Regions from separate parts of the Mus musculus genome. Here region 1 is linked to region 2. A link is a contact called in public Hi-C data. All regions are on one chromosome and are shown on one strand. Each heading gives the region's core, a stretch centred on a gene start, on an enhancer-like site or on the middle of the called end of the contact. The rest is flanking DNA. Distances are from core to core; before and after follow the strand shown.

Region 1 (6,277 bases), core at 1,183-3,682, 230 kb before region 2:
GTGGTGTATGACCGTGGGCCCGAGAGCGCTCTTGAATAAATATCCTCTTGCAGTTTTCAGCAAGTCCGTTTCTTGTGGGTGATTTGAGGTGTCGCCTCTCCTGAGTCAGAACGTGGGGGAGTCATCACGTTGTGGGTCTTTCATTAGCTATAGCTTGTTGTTGCCATAGATAACGGGAGCTCCTTATCATTCTTAGTCTAGTGTCAGTTGGGAGGATGTGTGTTCTATGTTCTCCGCCTTACCCCTTTCCTGCACTACCTACTGCAGACATGTTAGAGGGGACTTTGCCTTGAACTTTTTTCAACTTGACACCCTCTGTTTATTTTTGCACCCCTAATTACCCTTTCAACTTTCCCTGGCCTATTTTTAGAGGTTCCCCATCCACCTCATTAACAGCTTGCAAAAGCTCCTGTCTCATATTTCTACCATTTATACCCTTCATTAAACACAGTGGCCTTTGTTATCTCAGAACAGGCGTCTTGTTAGGACTTAGATGGGATGACTGGAAGCTACTGCCTAACTGATTTTCAGGCATGCCTTTCCATTCCTCTGAGCCTTTTGTTTGCCTGGAAGTCTGGAGCCTGTCTCCCCAGGGTTCTCTCTGTTCTCTTTTAGTTGTTCTTTTTAGTAATCAAGGGCTGAACAAGCTCAGCTTCTGGCTGCTCTGTTTTTGTCTTGTTGATTTGGGGGTAGGGGGTTGCAGGCAGTCTTCTTCTCTCTGTTCCCACCGGGGTTTATAAGAAAAGAGGTTGGCTGGGCTCTTCCCCCCATCCCAAGCCTTGGCAGCCAATGTGTGAACTGAATGGTGATACTTAATTAAATGCACACCAGGACCCAGGTCTCTGAGCTAACACCTGCTGATCCCTCCACCTCATCAGGAGAATCCTGTCTAATTACCCTTTTCTACTGGCCCAGTTTATAGTCAAGTCCTCTTGGTAGGACTGGCCAGAATAGTGAACGCATCCTTCATCAGAGACACCATATCCCAGGTACCACCCTGAGGGAGGAGGGAGGCTGTATGAACCAGAAGCTGTAACCGTATAGTGACGCTCAGTGGCCAGAGCCAGGCTTTCTGGGAAGGGTTAGTCTGCGAGGGAACCTGTAGTCTGACCAGAGCAGGGAAACATGGTTAGTGATCTGTCCTTTCTGCAGGGGCCCCATCTCTTTTGTGAGATTTCTGGTATCCCTGGCGAGAGATGAACCTGCCATCTGTGCAACTGGCTCAGGACTGATGGGTGTGGAGAGAAGGAGCCCCGGCTTGTGGAGGCAGTATGGAGTGGTTAGGATTCAACTCTTCTAAGTTGGAATCTTAGCTTCTTCCATGGCTTAGAAAGTTCCTTCCTTCCCTCGTTTCCTCATTTATGTGATAGGATGATACTGAAGAAAACATCTCACCGGTGATAGCAGAAGTGACTGTAGTAATGTATGGAATGGGCCGGGTAAGGCTCCTGGCACATCATAGTCACTCAGCAGATGGCAGCTGGTATGATTGGTGTTATTAGTAGATAGTAGCCACCCTAGCTCTAAGTGACTTCTGGAGACCGGAAGAGCAGCTCCAACACTCAGAGAATTGAAAGTGACCCCCTCGCTCTGCTTTTTGTACATCTTGCTCTGAGCTCTGCGCCCTGCGTGTAGGGCAGGACACTTTGGGCTTATGATGCTGCTAATATGACCTGCAGGAGAAGTTATCTGCTCAGGCTTCCCTAGTTCTCTTTAGTGAACAAACATTTGTTAAGCACCCATTCCATGGCAGGCACTTATGCTCGGCAGCATGGAGACTTCAGCCCTTCCACAGCTCTCTGATGGGAGAGGCCCTAATTAGATAATACTCTATAAAGAAGACATAAACATGAAACTCAGAGAGGAACACAAAGGAGCTATTAATTTTGATCTGAAAAATACAGACTTCTGGGAAGGCATGGGAGGGATGTTTGAGCAAGAACATTCTCTTTGCTCATTTTCCCATTGCTATACCAAATATTTAAAACTTAATAATTTATTATGATAGTAAGTTTATTCAGCTCATGATTCTGGGGCTGAATGTCTTAAGACTGGGAAGCTGTGGCTGGTGAGGAGCTTTTGGGGGGGTCATGAGCCCACAGCTTTGAGAATGAGTTCACCCTGTGAGAAAGACAGTCCCTCCTCATGACTCAATCTCTCAAAGGACCCACTTAACCACATGGCCACAATGGACGTGAAACTTCACTAAGCAGGACTATCAGAGAGGACAGACCATGTTCAACCATAGCAAATAAGAAAGATGGGTTCTGATGGGCAAAGGCAAGATGGAAGAGCATTCTAGAATGAGGAAACTCCTGGAGAGCTGGAAGTGCGTGGGTGTTTGGCAAATGCAGTCTGAACGGATAGAGGAAGCAAGTACATGAGGCTCAAGGGAACTGTGTGTTCAGGCCACAGGCAAAGCCTAAGAAAGATAGCACTGGGCGTTTCTCCCTGAGAGCTCACCAATTAGGACTGTGTGAACACAGATGGACAGAGTCCTGACAGGAAAACCCTCTCAACTTTTTCCCATAGATCTGACAGGTTAATTTCAAACATTTAACACAGCAGTTCTCAACCCATGGGTCATGAAGTAACAGTGAGAATAATTTTTATGGTTTGGAGGTCACCACAACACAACACAAGGAGGAGCTGTATTGAAGGGTCTCAGCATTAGGAAGGCTGAGAGGGCTAAGCTGGGAATATTGAGAGTAGGCAGCAGACCAGCAGAGATCTGCAGATCCCTTAATAAATCCCCAAACTGCCCAAGGCCAAAATGAAGAGGCCTAAACTAAGGCATGTTGAGGTATCCAGATGATGAGGACAAGTCTGGAACATTCTCCATCGGGATGGTTAGAATTTGATGAGTAACTGGGCTGAGGGGAGGAGTCAGAGGTGCCCGGCCTGGAGTGGAGAATAGTAATGGTGCCACACCAAGAGAGGAGACACAAAGAGATTGGTAGTCCATTAGGGTGGGTACTCTGTGTAAGCTTTCGGCAGAATCTGCGCGACATTCTCTAGGAGAAAGCTGGGAACTCAAGAAAGAGGTTGCTGCTTTGGGGCAACTCAAAATATCTTCTCATATGCTGAGAGGTGGAGGCTCAGCTAAACTCCCATTTCCAGACTCCATGGCTAAAACCAGTGTCTGCCCGGGCCCTTGCTACCCAGGCCCTTGCTTTGGCTTTAACCTTCTGTACCTGTCAGACCCTCGTTGTCTAGCATCTGCTTCATAAAATCCGCGAGGATCTGTCCCTTGGAGCCTGTGCACTGCTTATTGGCTGTGGGAAGGTGAGGATTGATTGGAGGAGATGGGAAAATTTGGAGAACATCCAAAGAGCTGCTAGGCCAGGGCAGCTCGCCCTAACTTCCTCGTGTTCCTGTTTGTCTCCAGCCAGGGTTATAAACAGATGTTCTCTATCATGGCCAACTGTCTGAATCTGGAGACAGAAGTAGGGATGTGGTCGTGGGAAGCAGATGGCTCACCCTGCCATCATGGAGGCCTAGGTGCAGAGCGGCAGATGAGAGCAGGAAGTGACCTTCAGGGAGCGGGCCAGAGCTTCTAGAGTGGGTGTCTTGGCTATCAAAGTCTTCTTTTGTTCATGCTGTGACAAGGACAGACAGACAGATGCCAGGTGGGAGAAGTAATCACAGCCTAAGATTAGGGTAGACTCCCTCTCCTGTGACTACCCTGCTGGGAGGAGTTCAGAGCCTATCACTATGGGAACCAGCGCTGGGTAATAGCCTTGTAGGGTAACGGTCTTGTGGGAGCCAGGGCTGGCTAACGGCCTTCTCAAGAATGACCGACCATTCATACCCAAGTCCACTTTCTAATTCTGAGACCAGATGTTCCTGGATACATGGACCTGGAATTCACCCTGCACCTGAACCAGCAGCCAGGAGCTGAGCTGAGGACTGCTAGGCTCCAACATAGAACTATTGCATTGCAATCTCTGTGGGCAGTGAGTTCCTTTCCACCAAGCTTTCTGGTGGTTAGGTACACATACGTCTAGCACTGCTGCCAGAACAGTTTCTGTTAAGGTTAGTACTTGGCCCTCTGTCCCGATTTGGTGGCAGCTTCTTGTCTTTAGCAGACTCTTCCATGACCCAGGTATGTCGAGCAGCAGCAGAAAGGAGCCAGGTCCTGACTGGATCCCTGGTAGAGGACAGGTTTGGGGAGAAAGAGATGGAGAGGATGTGTGGATTCAGTGTGAACTTCAGCTGTGGACAGAGGAATGGTCCCCTCTGGGCTTCCCAGAGAGGCTGGAATTAGGCTCCAAACTCTGAGTGGGGTTGGGTTTCTTGGGTAGTGAAAAGTAAGCTCAATTATAGAGGGGTCACAGGCTTGAGAAACAAACACAGAGACCTGTGACATGCTTTGAATGGAAGTTGAATGGATGTCAGTTTCACAGACGGCAAAGTCCTTGCTAATTTTTAAAGCTCTCTGCAAACATTATCCTGCTCTCTTCCTGTGGGTAAAAGGGAGTCAGAAAAGTTTCTTGGTTAATGGAGGGGTGTATGCTAAAGTCTTATTGTGGCTGAGCTACCAGGTAAGAGAAGAGAGGGCTTGGGTGTATAGTCATTATCCAGGGACCAAATATGACTAGTTTGCTCAGTGATGTTTAAAAAAATTTTTTTTGTCTCTGTAACTACTTCCAAGGGTGTTTTGTTCCCGATTCTAAGAAGGGGCAAAGTGTTCACACTTTGGTCTTTGTTCTTCTTGAGTTTCATTTGTTTTGCAAATTGTATCTTGTATCTTGGGTATTCTAAGTTTCTGGGCTAATATCCACTTATCAGTGAGTACATATCATGTGAGTTCTTTTGTGATTGGGTTACCTCACTCAGGATGATGCCCTCCAGGTCCATCCATTTGCCTAGGAATTTCATAAATTCATTCTTTTTAATAGCTGAGTCGTACTCCATTGTGTAAATGTACCACATTTTCTGTACCCATTCCTCTGTTGAGGGGCATCTGGGTTCTTTCCAGCTTCTGGCTATTATAAATAAGGCTGCTGGTAGTCAAGTTGCCGGTGGAATTGGCCCAGGATGACAGCTGGAGAATGGAGTCAGTTATGTCCAAGTATGAAAACCAGATTCTTATTTTCCCTGACTACCTGGAAGAATTCCCGGATACAGATGAGCTGGTATGGATTCTGGGGAAGCAGCACCCCTTTAAGACAGAAAAATCTAAGCTGTTGTCTGATATAAGTGCTCGCCTATGGTTTACATACAGAAGGAAATTTTCCCCGATTGGGGGAACAGGCCCTTCATCTGATGCTGGATGGGGATGTATGCTGCGTTGTGGGCAGATGATGCTGGCTCAAGCCCTCATCTGCAGACACTTGGGAAGGGATTGGAACTGGGAGAGACAAAAAGAACAACCCAAAGAATACCAAAGGATACTGCAGTGTTTCCTAGATAGAAAAGACTGTTGCTATTCAATCCATCAGATGGCACAAATGGGTGTAGGAGAAGGGAAATCAATTGGCGAATGGTTTGGACCAAACACAGTTGCACAGGTGATAAAAAAACTCACTTTATTTGATGAATGGAATTCCTTGGCTGTTTATGTTTCCATGGATAACACAGTGGTCATTGAAGATATCAAGAAAATGTGCTGTGTTCTTCCTGTGGGTGCTGCTGACCCAGCTGGTGATTTTCTGACTGTATCCAATCAGAGTAGAGACACCTCTGTCCCGTGCTCAGCCTGGAAACCCCTGCTGCTCATTGTGCCCCTTCGCTTGGGCATAAACCAAATCAATCCTGTGTATGTTGAAGCATTCAAAGAGTGTTTTAAGATGCCACAGTCTTTAGGGGCTTTAGGAGGAAAGCCAAATAACGCCTATTATTTCATAGGATTCTTAGGAGATGAGCTCATTTTTTTGGACCCTCACACAACCCAGACTTTTGTTGACATTGAAGAGAGTGGACTAGTAGACGACCAGACTTTTCATTGCCTGCAGTCTCCACAGCGGATGAGTATCCTGAACTTGGATCCTTCTGTGGCCTTGGGATTTTTCTGCAAAGAAGAGAAAGACTTTGATAATTGGTGTAGCCTTGTTCAGAAGGAAATTCTAAAGGAGAATTTGAGGATGTTTGAATTGGTTCAGAAGCACCCATCACACTGGCCTCCCTTTGTACCTCCAGCCAAGCCAGAAGTGACAACCACAGGGGCAGAATTCATAGAGTCGACTGAACAACTGGAGGACTTTGAGCTGGAGGAAGATTTTGAAATTCTGAGTGTAGGCTAGTTAGAACTCAGTGAGGTGGTCTTCTGCCTTCC
Region 2 (6,319 bases), core at 1,532-4,031:
GGCTGAGGCAGAAGAGAGCTTATGGTAAAGTTGCAATTCTCAACCTTCCTAACACTGCGACCCTTTAACACACCTCCTTATGTCATGGTGACCCCCCAGCCATAAAATTATTTTTAACAATTAATAAATTGTTTACTGTTATGAATCATAATGTAAATATTTGGTGTGCAGAATATCTGAGATGCAACCCCAAAGGGGTCGCAACCCACATAGGAACCCCACTATCTTAAAAGAGACTAAGGTTGTGGTTTACCAATGAAGCACTTGCCTAGTGTGCCAAAGTTCTGGGTTCAATCCCTAGCTTAGCAAATAAGTAATAATCAATAAATAAAATCTGAGGGTCAAGACAAAAATAAGTTGAGGTCCACAATCATGAAATGTCAGCACACTGAGAGTCTTGGGGACAGCTCAGAGGTTAAGAACACTGGCTACTCTTGCAGGGAACCTGGGCTCAGTTCCCAGCACCCATATGGAACCTCACTTGGTACACATGAACTCACACAATACACACACATACACATGAAAACAGTTTGTATGAAAGAACTTGGGTGCATCGATCTCTATTTAAACACTGTTCTGTGCGTTTCTGAGGGAGGGGTTTTAGGCGAGATTCAAATGTAAACCTGTGAACTTCAAATCACACAGACTGCCCCTCTTGGTGCTGGGTCTCGCCCAATCAGTTGAGAAGCTAACTAGCAAAGAAAGACTTCCTGCGCAGTGGGTCTCTGCTGCTTTGGTGGGAAAGGACTCCGTTTAAAATGTACGCTGTGCTTTAAATCAGAAGGCTTTGTTTAAATTCTCATCTCTGGAACACTTACTTGCTGTGACTCTGGACAAATCCCCCCGATGCTCAGTCTCCCTATGTGTAACGTGGTGGGGCTCTCAGGAGGCCAAATAAGCCAATACATGTAGGATGTAAGTGGTCTGTCCTGAACAAAGAGAGCATCTTTAAGACCAAAACGCTCAGCTTGCATCGGCTTCCCCTGGTGGGGGCTCCGGTGTCACATTGATTTCGTCAGGATTATTGTTACAATAAAATACTCTGGCAGGAAAACTCATTCTTTTGGAAAAGAGTATGTGCCCTTTTAATATTTCATTCATGGTGTGCTTTTATAAGACAAATACAAGTCGAGGGTATAATTAAAACTCCTTCCAGCGAGGCGGCTGCGGTCCAGGGAGGAGGTCAGCACCTCCATTCTTCCGAGGTCCACGGTTGGCTGCTTGCCTGCCCTGCGGGCTCTATGATTTCCTGTCCCCCACGTGCTGGGCACAAATCAAATCATTTCCAATGACCCAATGTGAGTCTCTGCCACTCAAAGCTGAATGAAGAGACCAAACAGCATCAAGATGGGTCTCCAAAGAACCAGGGTTCCCAGGGGTTGCGTTTCTTGGAAAATATGAGGTTAGAAGGGCAATTGAATCCAGAGGGTGGTGTGGAAAATGGGGAAGCCGTCTGTGGGCCCTGAAGATGGTTCCTTCTTTATAAACAGAGATCTTGATTGTGTGAAAGCCACGCAAGGGCTTTTCAGCGAGATCTGTAAGCTCGGATGTGAGTGGGCATCTCTCCAGGGAGCGGTCTGCGTCCTGGAAATGGGGTGTTGCCTTAAATAGCGGGCAGACTTTCCTTTGGGTCAGCTAAGATCTGAGTGCTTGGAGCGGTTTCCAGTCCTACTGGATTCACAGTGTCCCCTGAAGCCCAGGGTAGAAATGTCAATCTTACTTCATTTCTGTTTCCCTAGACACCCTACTTTACACATGCACGCTAGCGGGGACACACACAGAGACACACAGTGCTGGCTCCTTCTCCCATCAATACAATGTATTCATAATTTCCCTCGTGCCTGCAAGCATTTGCATATCCTGCTGGCCCTGTCTGGAGTCTGCTTTCATCCACTGTTAACTGCAGGGGTTGGAGGGCTCACCACCATTCATCCTGAGTCCCAGCTTCCCCTGTTCAGAGAATCCTCCTTGACCTGACCTCAACTTCCACTGCCTCCATTCTCCTCGCTGATTCAGCTCCCACATTCTGTCTTCACAGCACCCAGCTTTGAGCACATTGTTTGCTTTTCCATCTTTTTCATTAAGAATCGAACTGCATGAGCCAACATATTTTTATCTTCTCTCTCTCTCTCTCTCTCTCTCTCTCTCTCTCTCTCTCACTCTCCCCCCAAAAACAATGGGAGCCATATGTTATCCCTTACTGTAGCTATTCAGAACCCCTGAGACTTCCCTACATGCAATATCTCCACACCCCCTTACTCTGCTGCCCTGAACTGAATACAGTACCTGGTACATAGGATGTAGTCAATTAAAGAGTCTGGAGTGTCAGTAAAGGATACATTGTTTCCTAAACAGTTCAAACCCTGCCTGGTTGTGTTTCTTTGCCATACCCTCAAACATATCCTGAGTGAGACATGACTTTAATGGCAGCTTGTTAACTCCTGAAGTCATCTGTGGTATGTTGAAGAGACAGGAAGGGCTAGATGGATTACAGACAAACCTCTCCAGCCCTCTGCTGGCAGCTGAGAAAGCAAGAATGCATGCAGGAACATGAGCAGGTCAAATCAGACAAGACAGATTCCTGCATGATTCTATGCCTTGATGCAGCTGGACAAAACAGCAGGTTTCCATCTTTGCTGCCCTGGATCTGTATTTATTGCCTGCTTCCCAGTCATGTTTCTCTATTGTCAAAAAAAGAGATTTGCCGGAGGCTGGCTCCCTTCCCATTAAGGTCACCAGAGAGCCACTGAATGCTGGGAAACAGTGGGCTCAGCACAATGTCAGGGAAGAGTTACTGAAAAGGAGCTCTGCGCTAGCGGGTCTGGCAGAGATCACACACAGAGAGGTCAGGGAGAAGTCACCACACAAAGGCAGGCAGACCAGACCCAGGAGACCTCCTCCTCCAGAGTTCTAGCAACTGACAAAGTCCTGTGACAGACCTCCCTAACTACAGCAGGACTCCCAGCCATTTTGATGACTCCCAGAAAATCACTTGAAAAAAATCCAACAAGAAATTCTTTCTATGATTAGGAAGAGATGGGGCGATCTGCAACCTGGAGGGCAACTTAAAGCCTCCAGAGCTGATCGCTCTCTCTCCAGAGCACAGCAGCCGCCTTAGAGACTCCATTTTCAAGAGGACTCTTGGGTCCTTCCTCTGGAAACATCCTTCTGTTTGTCAAAGGGCTCTTGTGTTACAGACACGCGGCTTCTCTGGTTAGGTCAGGAAGAAGGGAGACATCCAGGCAAGGAACTTAAACGTAAAGGGTCAGAAGAAACCTTTCTCACTTTGCTAAGGTGCCCAGAAGCCAGGCTCATGATTCCATTGTTCTGTCCTTCCTGTCTTGAACACAGTTAGGGCTCCCAGGTGCTAGAGAAGGTAGGGCCAATTCAGTCTTTTACATTTTGAGAACAGCAGGACAATAGAACTCAGTAAGTCCTCCTACCACACTCCAGAGAAGAGATGATGGACCAGTCATTGACTACTAATAACTGATGGCTTTCCTTTTCCAGGGACTGAATAGGGAGTCTGTGCAAGTCACTGCTTGGGTCTCCTCTTCTTCCTCACATCATAAAGTGGCACTCAGTAGTTCCCCAGGTCACTTCCAACCCACTGACTTCTGAGTGTTGGCTCTCTACAGAGACAATTTTTTTCCAACAATTTCCTTCCAATTTTTAATAAAAATCAATGACTTCATTGGTCTTAGAAATGCTACATGTAAGATATGTAAGCAAGCCAGGTGTGGTAGCGCACGCCTTTAGTCCCAGCACTTGGAAGGCAGAGGCAAGCCTGGTCTACAGAGTGAGTTCCAGGACAGCCAGGGCTATGCAGAAAAACCCTGTCTCAAAAAATCAACAAAACAAAACAAAACAAAACAAAACAAAACAAAACAAGATATGTAAGCAAAATCGAAAAGTATTAAAAGTAACTTTTAAAAATTTCATCCTGAGTCAGAGACATAACTAAATAGTAAAGGCACCCCCACCAAGCCAGATAACCCGGAGTCCCATCTCCATGACCCACAGTGATGGAAGGAGATAATGGCCTCTAAATACTGCCCTCTGACCTACACACACACACACACACACACACACACACACACACACACACACACACACACTTTGGTACCCATTTAAAAAAAAACAAATAGGTAAGTATTTTCAAAACTGTAATGTAAAAAATTAAATTAAAATTCATCCTATATTATATCTAGAAATACAATTAATATTTGTTAAACACCATCCTAGACACCTCTATGGATGTGTTATGACAAAAAAGGTAGGTAGATGGATGGAACTCATTTTACAGATATAGACTATGTGCTATTTTTGGTAAATAATAAACTGGGCAGTGGTGGTACACGCCTTTAATCTCAGTGCCTGGGAAGCAGAGGCAGCCTGAGTTCAAGGCCAGCCTGGTCTACAGAGTGAGTTTCATGACAGCCAGAGCTTCACAGAGAAACCCGGTCTTGGGGGAAAAAAAATCAAGTGTAATGCTATTCTCAAGTTTAGTTTGAAAAAGAAATGAAAGTAAAACTAAGAATTGTTCTACAACAAGAACTATGCAGGGACAGAAGTAGCAGCAGAATGTTCATAAGTTTTTGATCATTTCTCCAGCTGAAGGGTGGGTCTATTTCTCTACATCCATGAGTCTGGGCTGGGCCTGTGGTTTCTTTGGCCACTAGAATACAGTAGAAATGATGTTATTCCCATCCTGGGCCTCGCCTTTAAGAAAACTGGCAGCTCCCACTATGTTTCTTTTAGAACCCAGCCACTATGCTCTGAGGAAGCTCACGCAGCCACACAGTAGGTCCGCAGGAGGACAGGAGAGACTCCTGGCTAGCAGCCCCACCCAAATGCCCAGTCAGCAGCCTGCACCGGCTTCATGGGCCACCCCAGTAAGTGTACAAGGGTCAAACATGCCTGCTCTGAGTCTGGCCCAAACTGCCAAATTATGATCATATAGATGATTTTAGGGCACTAAGTTTTTACCTAGTTTGTTATGTAGGGCTGGGTAACTAAAACAGCAGAAAAGGAAAAGGATGGGCAGCTGCAGAGACCGCTCAGTGGTGAAGTGCACGTGCTGCTATTTCAGAAGACCCGCGTTCAGAACACCCACTTCAGGCAGCTCACGACCACTGTTAACCCAGCTCCAGGGGATCTGATGCCTTCTTATGGCATCCTCAGGAACTGCACACATGTGTGCATAGCACACAGCTATTATAATGAATAATAAAACAAATATTGTTTAAAAGATAAAAGGATTTAAAGACAACAATATAGTATAGTGGTTATCTAGGAGATAAAAATTCAATCCTCACCCAGGGTGAAAAAGTTAAAGAAACAGTGTCTTCATTGACTTCAGAATTTCTGATGTGTCGTCATATTTACAAGTTCATAAGTGTTTCTATATTAATATTATGTCTGAAACCAAATCCTAGAGTGAGTCTTTGCACCATATTTCAATGGTAAGATGGTTTGTTTTATGCTTTTATCCTACACGAGTTTTCTTCACCTATAATGTTGACACAATTCCCCATCTCCATCCTTAATGTGCTTCTTCTCCTTAGAGACAACTGACTCTCACATTGGATCCTTATATCAACTATTATTTCCCAGATTGCTTTGATCTCTGTGTTGCTGTTGTACTTGTTGTTGGGGTTTTTATGCTAATGTGAGCTGGCACACAGGCCTGAATGATGTTGACTGATCTGTTGAGAAAGTCATTTCCCCCATGTTCCCTTTTGGTTCTGTTTAAGTGGAAAAAAAGTTTCAGTTCTGTGCACATTCCTGTCAACAGTTGTTTCAGGTTCTCTCTACAGAGGCCTCCTCTGCCTCTGCCTCTGCCTCTGCCTCTGCCTCTGCCTCTGCCTCTGCCTCTGCCTCTGCCTCTGCCTCTGCCTCTGCCTCTGCCTCTGCCTCTGCCTCTGCCTCTGCCTCTGCCTCTGCCTCTGCCTCTGCCTCTGCCTCTGCCTCTGCCTCTGCCTCTGCCTCGGTACACCACCATATCCAGCTAATCCTTGTTGAACTTTAAAAAAAAAAAATCATTCTTGTTCTTAGGCATCCAGGCAGCCATGGAAGGATTCTGAACTGCTATCTTGTTTGTTCTAACCATGCCTGGCTAGGAGCCAATTAAATTAAAATGCAAGGACAGCCAACACCAAGGGTCAGAAGAAAGTAGGCAGGACGAGAGCAGGGGCACATGGATTGAATTCATCCTTTCCTCCAAGCGACAAGATAGACAAATATTTGAAGGGCTGCCAAGCCTGAGCCCAGAGCTTCTGTTTGAGTTCTATAAATCTCAAATCTGATCTTATCTCAA

The links. Hi-C and Micro-C count contacts between places; a contact is called where the count stands out from the background.
Region 1: a contact with region 2 is called in a Hi-C map of uterus, with 2.7 times the contacts expected there. The contact joins two enhancer-like sites. A contact is called at or near these places in 5 of 484 Hi-C or Micro-C datasets (the N1E-115 cell line, Th1 cells and uterus) and 2 of 115 datasets of contacts at active chromatin or transcription factors (embryonic fibroblasts and memory CD8 T cells).

Annotation. Positions count from the first base shown.
Region 1 is chr3:103,644,801-103,651,077 of GRCm38.p6, reverse strand. It overlaps a transcript of Syt6 not described here and the pseudogene Atg4a-ps. Among named protein-coding and RNA genes, the nearest start is that of Syt6, 73 kb to the right of the region's middle. Within about 2 kb of position 2,432, at least 19 of the 459 cell types and tissues checked have an H3K27ac peak or open chromatin away from gene starts, as enhancers often do. A contact at or near this core is called in uterus, where this site is marked.
Region 2 is chr3:103,416,368-103,422,686 of GRCm38.p6, reverse strand. No RefSeq gene overlaps it. Among named protein-coding and RNA genes, the nearest start is that of Gm25869, 7.9 kb to the left of the region's middle. Within about 2 kb of position 2,781, at least 78 of the 459 cell types and tissues checked have an H3K27ac peak or open chromatin away from gene starts, as enhancers often do. A contact at or near this core is called in uterus, where this site is marked.